Regions from separate parts of the Sus scrofa genome. Here region 2 is linked to region 1. The links are chromatin contacts, called in public Hi-C maps. All regions are on one chromosome and are shown on one strand. Each heading gives the region's core, a stretch centred on a gene start, on an enhancer-like site or on the middle of the called end of the contact. The rest is flanking DNA. Distances are from core to core; before and after follow the strand shown.

Region 1 (5,881 bases), core at 222-2,721:
CGGGAACTCCTAAAACCTTGGTTTTTATCTTATTTGTTTGCTGACCCTGTGGAAGATATGAGTGAGATTTAGCCTGGCATTGCATTAAAAAAAAAAACATGTCCAAGGCATTACTCTTTTTAGAGGTGACTTTTTTCTTTAGAAATTCTCGGTCATCTGTTATATATTATTCATAAACTAAGACACCAGTGTGGTAATAGATTAATTTCAGTCTTGGTTAAGAAATGCTGAGGCAAAAAGAACCATGTGAATGTTGAAATATGTATGTGCTTTGGCCTTCAGTCTGGTTTGTTTGAGGTTTACCTGAGGTAATTTGTCATTTAGCAATTATGAAAAGAGCATTTCTTTGTGCTTGGGCTGGATTAGGAGATCATTCTCAGTTTTTAGAAATGGATTCAGACATGGTTGAGGTTTAGGCAGTCCGAGACCTAATCTGGTGCTCAGTAGGTGACCAGTGGCCTCTTACCTGAGCACGTGACTCAGGCTCGCAAACAGTTGGTGTTCCAGTCTCTCCTCAAGTCACTGCTCCTTTGACAGTTCTCAGAATTTAGGCACCGAAGTCCTTTTCTTTGCTAAGAGTGGAGGCATTTCCACCTTGAGTACTGCGTTTTAGCTCTTCTCTAGATCTCTCCCTGCCTTAGTTTAGGGAAGGGCAGGATCCAGGTGAAATTCCCCAGAGCCTTTGTTCAGTGTCCCTGTCTGGGCAGCTTGTGTGATTTGTGATATTGTTGGCAGATTCAGAGATTTGCTGGCAAAAATTAAGCAGTGACATTATTTTTTGAGAATGTGTCCCTTTGTACCTTTTCTGTGTATCTTCTGAGTTATAAAACCATCTTTTGGAGTTCCCATCGTGGCTCAGTGGTTAATGAATCTGACTGGGAACCATGAGGTTGCGGGTTCCATCCCTGGCTTTGCTTGGTGGGTTAAGGATCTGGCGTTGCCGTGATTGTGGCGTAGGTCACAGACGCGGCTTGGATCCCACGTTGCTGTGGCTATGGCATAGGTCGGCGGCTACAGCTCCGATTCGACCCCTAGCCTGGGAACCTCCATATGCTGAGGGAGCGGCCCTAGAAAAGGCAAAAAAAAAAAAAGACAAAAAAAAAAAAAATAACCCCAAAAAACCAGCAATAAGACTATCTTCCAAAGACTCTTTCCATACACTCTGGTTTAATGTTAGTTGTAGTGGCTACAATGGCAGTGTCAACCCCTCTTGCAGTTGACAGTGGGAAAAAGGATAGGTTGCAGCATGTAGTTAACACGTTATTCTTAGGCCCATTTACCAAATTTCCATGCTTCCTTTGAAAATAAGGTGTAACTCCTAACATTAATAATGAATCTTTGCTTCAGCTCTCTTATTTATATAAAATAGGATATGCCGCTGCAGTCTTTGTTTTCCACTGTGCCCAGAAGGTCAACATACTGGGGCCCCGGCGGTGCCCTGGTGCCGAGTGGGCAGGACTTTGTTGACACTGTAGGCACAGAGGTGGCCAGGCATTTCTGTCTTGCCTGTGGTGTGAGGGAGTCACCAGCCGCTCTCCCCTCCCTCCTGGTGAGTGCCAGGCCTTGACCACTGCTAGCCATCATTTCTTGGGGCGTCTTTAACTGTGAACAACCATCTAGTTTGAAACTCCCTCTTTTCTGGTCATAGCTCAGTGAGATGAATCAGAATAATTTGTACACATTTTGGAAAGTTTGTTCTTGGGGTAAGGGTAAGTGGTAATGTGAACATTTTGACCTGAGCCTGGGGCTCTTTTCGTACATGGTAGCTCTGTGTGGGTTCTCTGGGAAGCAGCAGTTTCCTTCAAGTTTCACATTATGACCTAACCTTTGGAAAATGCTTATTTTATGTGATATTTTAAAGCATGATGCATTGTTACAGTCACGGCTAATATTTATTGGGGCCCTATTGTGTGTTCTAACACAGGTTACTTCTAGTCTCCCTGACAACCCCACGGGGTCGATACTGTCATTATCTCCATTCTTACGTTTAGAGAGGTTAAATAACACAACTAATAAGTGGCAGAGGTGAGATTTAAACTTGGCCGTTTGGTGTTCTTAACCATCATTCTGCTCTTCTGTGCTCAAAAGTTAGCATTGTGTGTTGCCGAAACTGAGCTGTTTGGCTCTCATATTTAGATTCTCTGGGTCTTGGAATCTGAAATTGGATGACTTATTCATCGGCAGCCATTATTTTATATATCTCTTGGCTTAAATAGTGGGACCAGGATTTTTGTTTGGCTCAAGAGATGGAAATTGTGTATTTTTTCTTTCAAAAACACATGTAATGTCTAAGGGGATTATGTAGGGAGTTCTATACGGTTATAAGTAATTAATTGGAATTCAAAATAAAGCAGAATGTAAAGCTTACCTATTTAACTTCTAGTTACATCACCTGATAGAAGTGACCTAGAGTTTTCTGTAATGGTAAGTATTGACACGGAGAAGTCTGCTTTTCCTTGCTTTTTTCTTCATCTTGAGCTGGGACCGAGTTTGTTGAGAAAGGGGTCTGAGACAATAGGAGAATGGGGAGTGAGCTGGGGGCATTAAGAGGATCATGTGGCAGCTGCTCCCTGTTTCTCTTGCCTTCTGTTCCCAGACCTTGGCTAAGAAAAAGTGAATTATAGAAACAGAACAGCTTGGTTCTTCCTATGGCTCTTCTGTCTGTGGACAAGGAAAGTAGAAAAAATTAAATAGAAGCAGCTGTAGTTTCTTTTGTTTGGGCTTTGTCTGATTATTGGTTAAGGGCCAGTAGAACTGCTTTTATCTGCATATGAACACTTACAGGCTTTTTTTGAATTGTGTTTTTCAACAGTTCTTACTTTCCAAGAAGTTATTTGATAGGCATGATAGTATAGATTGAGTCAGAAGACACTGAGGGATGGGGACGTCTGGGTGTAAGAGGCAGTGGCACAGGCAGTGTAATCGGATGATGCTGCCGCTGTGATTATACTATTTTCTAGCAAAATTATATTGGGAAAATACTGAGAAATGGCAGCAGGCTGTGTAATCTTCTAGGGCAGTCTCCAGACCTTACCTCTGTGTCTCTAAAAGCTATAATTAGGGTGTGTTTGAAGCAATTATGTTTCTTTGGGTCTGAAACTTTTCCACTTGGATATCAGATTTCCTTTTGGGGAGTTCCTGTTGTGGCAAAGTGGAAACGAATCCAGCTAGTATCCTTGAGGGTGTGGGTTCCATCCCTGGCCTCACTCAGTGGGTTGGGGATCTGCTGTTGCCATGAGCTGTGGTGCAGGTTGCAGACATGGTTTGGATCCCACGTGGCTGTGGCTTGGGCTGGCAGCTGTAGCTCTCATTTGACCCCTATCCTGGGAACTTCCTTCCATATGCCCCAGGTGCAGCCCTAAAAAAAAAAAAGGTTACTTTTGGGCAGATGTTTATGTTTTTGAGCTTCATCAGCTTCATTTCTATTGGTTCCAGAGGGTCCATGAGCTGCCTATGCCATCTGCTGATGCTTCTTTCTCCCTATAAAAGTCTTCCATGTAGAAAACAAATCCTTTTGCTTTCCAAGAGCATCCGAAAATATATCAGGGCAGAAACAGATGTATAGACATTAATATGCTATTCATTCATTCATTTGGCAAATATTAAGTACTTATGTGCCAAGCTGTATGTTGGGCTCCAAAAAGCTTTGTCCACTTACCACTAAGAAAACCTTCCAGGAACATGTAGAGGCAGTGTGGTCATATTTCTGAATATCAGACCTCACAATCTGTAAATGCAGAAACTCCGTATTTAAGAACTCTTTCATAGAATACTTTCATAGAATCAGTGAGTTGCTCTCCAAATCAGTATTGTTCAATAGAGCTTTCTGCTGTGATGGAAATGTTTTCTCTCTGTGCTAGTATGGCAGTCAGTAGCAGCATGTAGCTATTGAGAGCAGTTGAAATGTTACCAGTGAGAGTTAGGAACTGAGTTTTAAATTTTATTTAATTTTGGTGAATTTAGGTAGCCTCATATGGCTAGTGACTAATATGTTGGACAGCAGAACTCTAGAGCAGAAATGGCATTGGTTGTCCTGAGCAGTCATTTCCCACTTGACAGTCTGGTTGCTTATGGTCTGTTTACCCACTGGGCTTAAGTTTTTGGCTTTCTTCATGTTTATCCCACCATGTCTGAGAGTATATGGAGGCAATGGGATTTTAATGGAGATGAAAATGGAGATAGAACCACTGAAAGTGATGAGAAGAAAAATTTATTCAACAGTAGGAACTATTTTTTTAAAAAAAGAACAGGTTGTGTAACAGGTAGTGTGCAATTGACAACACTCAGTAAGATAGAGGAAAAGCTTTGGATAAAATGGAAAAACTTAGGTGTCTGGCTGAGAGTCCACTATTTAATTAATTCAGGAGTTGGCTGTGAGTTGTTTGAGAACTTACAGAGATGGTGAGAACAGCGCCAGTGATCTTTTTGTTGCAAGCTGTGGGTAGTTCCATATCTCTCAGCTGCCTTTGAATCCACAGAGCATCACGGTGGGTGTCCGTGGTAGTGTTGAGTATCCAAGTGGCTTTGGAGGCCCAGGAGATTTTTCAAAGTAGATGAAGCTGAGTAGGAACAATTCTTGCGTGGCCTGAATATTGGCAACTAGCTGTTGGTAGAGGTGCTTCACACCATAGGAGTGAGGAAAAAAAATCTTACTCTTTGTTCCCAAATACTTTTCAGTGAGAAGTCTGGGAGGAAGATAGCCACATTTACAGATTTCAGGGTTTCTCCAGGGTCAGGCATGTTGGAATAGCCTTTAGTAGAGCATGTGTGAGATCGTGAGAGAATTTTCATGGTTAAGCCTCTGTTGGAATACATTACTATTTTGAGTTTTTCTAACTTGTGAAAACACAGTGATATAAAGCAGTGCAACAATGTGGAGATAGGAAGAGGAGAAAGAATAATATGTAATCTCTATTTACTGTGTCAAGCCATATGTAAAGCAGCAGCGTGTGTGTGTGTGTGTGTGTGTATGTGTGTGTACGTGAATTTATACATTCTTTTTTTTTTTTTTTTTCCTCTTTTTAGGGTTGCACCTGGGGCACATGGAAGTTCCCAGGCTAGAGATGGAATTGGAGCTGAAGCTGCCAGCCTGCACCACAGCCAAAGCAACACCAGATCCGAGTCTTATCTGTGACCTACACCACAGCTCATGGCAACACTAGATCCCAACCCACTGAGTGAGGCCAGGGATCGAACCCATGTCCTCATGGACACTAGTGGGGTTGTTATCACTGAGCCACAACGGGAACTCCACTATTCTACTTTCTATCTCTGTGGATTTGCCTATTCTGCACATATCATATAAATGGAATCGTACAGTGTGTGGCCTTTGTGACTGGCTTCATTCATTTAGCAAAATAATTTTCATTGCTCAGCCATGTTATAGCATGTATCAGTACTTCATTCCTTCTTATTGCTGAATAATGTACAATTGAATAGCCAGGCCATGCTTTATTTATTTATTCATAAGGTGGTGTTTCCCCCCACCTTTGGCTTTTAGGAAACATACAAGTTTTTGTGGAGACGTATCCTGCCATTTCTCTTGTGTCTATACATAGGAGTGGAATTGCTGGGTCATGTTGTAACCCTGTGTTTGACCTTTGGAGGAACTGCCAAACTGTTTTCCATAGGGGCTGTACTATTTCACATTTCTGCCTGCAGAGTATGAGAGTTCCCATTTTGTCACATCCTCATCAATGCTCATTATTTTCTTTTTTTAAACTATTTTTTGCCACGTCCATGGCGTGTATTAGTTCCTGGGCCAGGGTTTGAACCTGCACTGCAGTTTCGACTCATGCCACAGCTGCAGCAATGCTGGATCCTTAACCCATCACGTGGAATTTCCAACACTTGTTTTTTTTTTTTTTTTTTTTTTTTTTTT
Region 2 (6,272 bases), core at 443-2,942, 73 kb after region 1:
TTGGTCCGCATATCTGCACCCTATTCTGGAGCTTCAGCTACTTCCCTGAATCTGCCTGGTGTTTTAGATACTGAGAAGCTAAGGATTGTTGCAAACATCAATCTGGAGGGCAAGCCGAAAGTTTATTGTACTCCATATAAAGATTTTAATTTTGCCCAGGAGATCAATTTTTTGGAACTAATATTCAGTGTGTGTGTGTGTGTGTGTGTGTGTGTGTGTGCGTGCGCATGTGTGCGCACCCGCGTGTGCTTAAAGCAGCTAATGAAAACTGTGGAGCAGGATTTGACTTTTTTTTGAGAGTGAAATCAGATCAGCTTTGGAACAGCATTGGAACAGTGCATCTCAATCAGAATGGAGAGGTTTTATCTCCAGAAACTTGCAGCACCAAATGTAGTTGAGGTCAGACTTTTAAAATGTACTTACTAGCTACTGAGGATTCATTTAAGATTTTCCTCTTTTTATGTGCAGAGCTAGCCTTTCTTGATTACGGAACCCTGTGAGAGCTATGAGAATGTTTAGAGTAAATTTGTGAACAAAAGTTTTCATTGAGAAGGGGTAGGGACCCCTTTAGAAAGTATACTTTCAGCAGGGCTTCCCTTTACCTTTCTTTCTTTCTTTTCTTTTTTTTGTTTTTTTAGTCTTTCTTAGATCAACCATCCAAGCTTAAGTTTCCTTTTATTTTGTAAAGGAGAGCTCATATACTGGCAGCTTTCACTCATGTTTTTTTTGGCTTAGCCAATGTTTAATGAAAAATCGAGCTAACTTTAAAAAATTGGGAGATTCCATTTAAAAATCCAGACTTCAAGCTTCTGTTGGAAAACCTGGGGTGCACTGCCAAGTGGGTGTTGCTGCTGGCCCTGGGGAACAGTGGCCCCTTTAGAACTGAGCTTTTCCAGTCTGCACCTTGTCTCCCGCTTTACCTGTTACCTCCTGAAGCTTGTAGGCCTTTCTTTGGGGCCCAGGGTCTGTGCCATACTAGTTACTGTGTGGCTTGTTACTTCATCATGTTTTCCATTAGTGGTTCTCGTCATGTCCTGCTTTGCAACCCTGACTAGCATCCAGAGGGGGAACATACTGTGAAGTTAATGCATGGATGTCTCCAAGGCTTCAAGAGGCCCGTGTTTTTTCCTTCTTTCTCTTAAATAGAGCATCCCCAATTTTGTTAAGTTTTAGGAGCCACAGAACTGGATCTGCCCCTGCTGGCATGAGAACCACCTGCCAACTTTTTGGAAGAATAAAGACTTGTGGGCCCAGCCTTCTCCAGGCTTCTGCAGTCAGAGTCTGTGGGAGAGGGACCCAAGCAACTCCCAGTTCCTAAGCGGCTCCCCAGAGGATGACTATGATGCACATATAGGCTTAAGAACTACTGTAGTTAAAAAGGTAATGACGGGAGCTGTTTGTAAACTGTTTTAACACTAACAAGATTCATTGTAGGGACCTTCAGTACATACGAACTGTAGTTTGATGTATTTTACCGACATTCAGAGCCACTCCCAAGTGAAGATAATCAGAAAAGTGAGAGGACATCTCAAATTAAAATTGTAATGGTGATAGGAAAACATGATTTGCTTATAAAAAAAAGTAGCATGTGTTAGTTTTTCAGGAGTTTATGAGGTTTCCTCTACCTGTGGTGTTTGTCCATTCATGTAGAATTTCATCAGCAGTTTCTGTTTTCTGAATACTCATGTAAATATTTGCTTTGGAAAGCATTATTGAGTGGTGGAATGAGGCAGAGATTCTGGAGAGATTGTAATGAGCACGAGGGAAAATGGTATTGCAGCCTGATACAAGTGTCTCTGCTCTGCTTGGGGAGGTGGAATGGTTGTTTTTGGCAACCTGTGAGGATGTTTTTAATTGTTACAGTGATTGGGGGGTGAGGCCTGGTGATTGGGAGTGAGGCCCAGTTCCTGGCCTTTAATGGGCAAGTGCCTGGGAAGCAGGGCGTCCTGTGGTGCTTGGTGGGGCTGCAGGAGGGGCGTTGTCCCATGTGCTCACGATCCTGAGTGTCCTGGTGCACGTTCTTACAGGGAAAACTCCTTTCTAACACTCTGGACTTGGAATGTGTCAACAATATGTTTTTCTACACGGTTTTAAATATCAGTGAATTGTTTAGGGCTATCACTTCCATGTGAATCAAAAGAAGATTTTACTTCATTTTGTTTGGAAATCTACTAGAAATTGTTTACAGTTCCAAAATATCATGTCCCAAAAAGGTAATGGCTGTGCTGTTGTCACTTCAGCACACTTGCAGTCTATGCATGAGTCTGGCTTTCAGGGTGGGGCTGCACGTAGGTGTAAGCAAGTACGTGAAGAGCTTTTTAATTTCTTTTTGTGTGATACTTAGTAAACCATTGAATGTACACCTTTTGTAAATCTTGACTTGGATTGTTTTGACTTTTAGCTTTGAATTTCACTTCAGGGTAATTAAGGGGGCATTGCAAAATATTTGTTGTGGAAATGTATTTTTGCTCTTAAAGAGTTGAGAGCAATGGCTCTTAAACAGGTGCACACCAGATTGCCCTGGGTAAGTTTTGAAACTGATCATTGTGAACCTCCCCTGGAAATACTAATTCAGTAGTTTTCTAGAAAATCCTAGGAACTCTGCAAACCTTTCCCACTTCATGGCATTCTGGGAAAATGATATTTTTCGGGTTGCACGCTGGGGTGAATGAAGGCAGCTGCTTCAGGCTACAGGGAACCCTGTCTGGGGATTCCTACTACCCAGCCCCGTCCTGCCCTGCCGTGTTAGCAGGGGTGTGTTGACATGGAAGCTTGGAATGGTTATTAAAAATTCAGGTTCTTCCTTCCCAATGTATAGGTATCAAATCCTCACCTTGTACACTTTCAATTCTGACAATTTTTTTTTTTGTCACTTTACCTCAATAAAGCTGAAAAAAACAATCTGGCTCCTTGGTGTGTGACCCCAAAATCTAACCTCGGGTTGGGCTCCCCAGAGGATTCAGGGAGTCAGCAGTCTGCTCATAGGGGTAGGTGCCATGGCCCTGCCAGGTGACAGACACAGAGACCAGGAAAGGCTGGCTGCTTTCTGAGGCCTGTGAGGTGAAGTATGCAGAGAAAGGCAGCTCCCTCTCCCTCTGGAGTTCAGTGGCCCTCTTGTCATCAGTGAGCAGACACTGCTGAGAAGCCCAGGAAGACCCCCTCCCCCTTTCTCACATTCTGAGGAGCTGAGCGCGTTGACAGAGAGACAGGAACAGCCCCGCTGTCCTGCCCTCAGATGGCAGGAAGAAAGGGGCCGGGCTAACATGATGTGACAGATACAACCTCATTTTTTAGGGAAGGGGAGAGAGAAAATTAAGGATGATCTTTAGCTTGATTTCAGAGGATTGTGGAAGTACCTGGGGAGCAGGGAGTCCTCCCCAGATGTGAGCTGGCGCTGGCAGGGAGGTGAGGCTGAGCTGATGCCTTCAGAGTTGAGGGGCTTTGGTGGGTTAGAGCTGAAGGTTGTCTGGGGTGGCTGGAAACCCATGCGTTATTCACATTATTAATAGTCTCTAAACGGATGTTGTTGGAGCACAGGTGGAGAAATGCTGATGCACTAGCAACGGGCCTGGCAAAGGATCTAGAGGCCTGGGTTTTCATTTCTGTCAGGTATCAGATGATCGGGTCAAAACATCCTTTGAGACAAGTGAAGGCACTCCTGAGAGTATTTACTTTTTTAACATAACAGCCAATACCTGTAGTGGCGAGGCTGGGAGGTAGGAGATACAGCACAGTCTCACTGCGCAGGCTGGCTGGGGAAACAGACAAACAGTGTGATGTTTCTAACATTACATGATTCCTGCTGTAGTAGAAATAAAAACAGGGAGCTTTGGGAGGAAAGCTTCCTAGGAGAGGTGGTTATCTGAGCAGAGCTTCCGAGGCTCGGGTGGAACTGGTCTGGGAAGACAGATGCTTCACGCAGTGGACGAAGCATAGGTAAAGCTGTGGTGCTGTGAAAACCATGGCTTGTTCAGAGCAACTGGTGTCAATGGGGCAGGCAAGGACCAGGCTGTCAGTATGTTAGGTGCCATACTAAAGAGTATGTCTTTGGAGTTCCCGTCGTGGCGCAGTGGTTAAGGAATCTGACTAGGAACCATGGGGTTGTGGGTTCGATCCCTGCCCTTGCTCAGTGGGTTAATGATCCGGCGTTGCCGTGAGCTGTGGTGTAGATCCCGCGTTGCTGTGGCTCTGGCGTAGGCCAGTGGCTACGTTCCGACTGGACTCCTGGCCTGGGAACCTCCATATGCCACGGGAGCGACCCGAGAAATGGCAAAAAGACCAAAAAAAAAGTATGTCTTTTATTGGACTTTTTAAAATGATAGGTTGATTCTTTATATTTGGGATTTAGGGAATCAGTCTGAAAACAGTGCAGAGACTGGATTGCATTTGTAGACAGGTGAGATAGGAGGCAGTGTACCTTGTTAGGAAGGCATGTGTGCCCCCTGCCACACACACACACACACACCTGTGGCTTAAATGAAGCATGTAACTGGCTGCGAGGTACCTGCTAGAAACATAATCTTTAACCATGCGCCCAGCTAAAAATTGGGGGTTCTCTTAGTGGGGGTAGGGGTGGGCAATGGGTCAGACCACCCGTGTGTCTGCCACAGGAAGCAGCACTCGGAGGCGGGGCATTCATGACGATGGGGAAGAGGGCACAGTGTGGAGAGTGAGGGCTTCGGTAGGCACCTGACTGGGTGTGGGAAGGGGGGAAGGGAAGGCACTTTGTCTGCTGCGTGGATGCTGGTGCCTTTGACCAGAGACAGGTTGAAAGGAGGAGCAAGTTTGGGGTGTCAAGAGAATGGTGATGTGTTAGGTGGGCGTGTTGGGTTTGAGTCACCTGTGGCACACACTCCTGGAGAGACCCAGTGGGCGGGAGGGTGTGAGAAGAGACTTTGAAAGTTGGATGTATCATCCAGGGGCTGGAAAGACAGATGCTTCCAGACCCTGGAAAGAAGACAGGAAAATGGGGCCTTGAAGAAGAAAAACATTTAAAGGGCAGGCTGAGAGAGCAGTGTTTAAAAGAAATTCATCAGGATCAGCTAGGGAGGTAGATGGAAAATCAGAATAGAAAGATAATTGGGAGGGAAAACAAAAGAGAGAAGTTTAATAAGAAGAGAGTAATTGCAGAGATGTGCCATAGATGGGTCCAGGAAATAAAGGCCAAAGTGTCTAGCAATTAGGAGGTGATTGAATGCAATCTATACATAAAGTTGTTTAGATCAACAGTATGATCTAAAATACTCCTGTGGGAGTTCCTGTCGTGATGCAGTGGAAACGAATCTGACTAGTATCTATGAGGATGCAGGTTTGATCCTGGCCTCGCTCAGTGGGTTAAGGATCGATCCGGCAATGGTGTGAGCTGGGGTGTAGGTTGCAGACATGGTTCAGATTCTGCGTTGCTGTGGCTGTGGTGTAGGCCAGCAGCTGTAGCTCCAATTAGATCCCTAACCTGGGAACTGCCATGTGCCAAGAGTGCGGCCCTAAAAAGACAGACAAAAAAAAAAAACTCTTATGATTTGGCTGCCACTTCGCTGAGCATGCCCTGTGCCCCTTCCCCTTGTCAGTTCATTTTTGGCTCTTGTCACTGTGATAGGACAGTAACTAGGTCTCTCAAGCTAAGATTCAGCATATACTTATTGCTAAGTGAGGATGTTTTTATGGATGGACAAAGGTTGTAGATAAGGACTAGTGTGCCCTGAGCATCATGAAATGGTCTAAAAAATGTGGTAAAATTAGGGTCCCAGCTTCCACTCTTAACCCCCTTTTCTGAGCGTTAGCATCAGCTATGCATGAGGATGGGGGACTGGTCAGGGCTGCAGAGGCCTTAGTCAAATGGAGCTGGATGTGGCAATTCTTTGTTCCTTTTAGGGCAGCTAGGGGTATGGTAATTTTTGAAAAGTGTCCCATATTTTATTTTATGTCATTTTAACCTATTTTACAGATATATAATGGAAGTTCTGGGCTTTCTTTCTGGGAGTGTGTGTGTATGTCTGAAAAGTTAGAAAGAAATTCAAGTACAAAATTGTATGGCTGAGTTCTGTAATAGTTAAACAACACTCCCCCCTGGTGGACCCAGTCTGTAACACTTTGTAATAGCAGCTCTCAAATTGTCTGTTGGTGTTTGCATTTCCTGCTACAATTTTCTATCAGATTTGTTTTGGAGGTCAGTTAATATGCTTTTGTTCTTTCTGCCTAAACTGATCGGGACCTTTATAGAAATTCCAGTGGTGTACAAATATGCCTTAAATCTGTTGTATTTTAATCTTGGT

The links. Hi-C and Micro-C count contacts between places; a contact is called where the count stands out from the background.
Region 2: a Hi-C map of liver shows a contact between it and region 1, with 3 times the contacts expected there. The contact joins two enhancer-like sites. A contact is called at or near these places in 13 of 47 Hi-C or Micro-C datasets (alveolar macrophages, embryonic fibroblasts, epiblast stem cells and 6 more) and 1 of 2 datasets of contacts at active chromatin or transcription factors (skeletal muscle).

What each region holds. Positions count from the first base shown.
Region 1 is chr17:12,827,615-12,833,495 of Sscrofa11.1, forward strand. The region is part of intron 3 of PSD3 (PH and SEC7 domain-containing protein 3); the gene reads left to right. Among named protein-coding and RNA genes, the nearest start is that of PSD3, 180 kb to the left of the region's middle. Within about 2 kb of position 1,472, at least 1 of the 83 cell types and tissues checked has an H3K27ac peak or open chromatin away from gene starts, as enhancers often do. A contact at or near this core is called in liver, where this site is marked.
Region 2 is chr17:12,900,264-12,906,535 of Sscrofa11.1, forward strand. All of the region lies in intron 4 of PSD3 (PH and SEC7 domain-containing protein 3), which reads left to right. Among named protein-coding and RNA genes, the nearest start is that of PSD3, 260 kb to the left of the region's middle. Within about 2 kb of position 1,693, at least 3 of the 83 cell types and tissues checked have an H3K27ac peak or open chromatin away from gene starts, as enhancers often do. A contact at or near this core is called in liver, where this site is marked.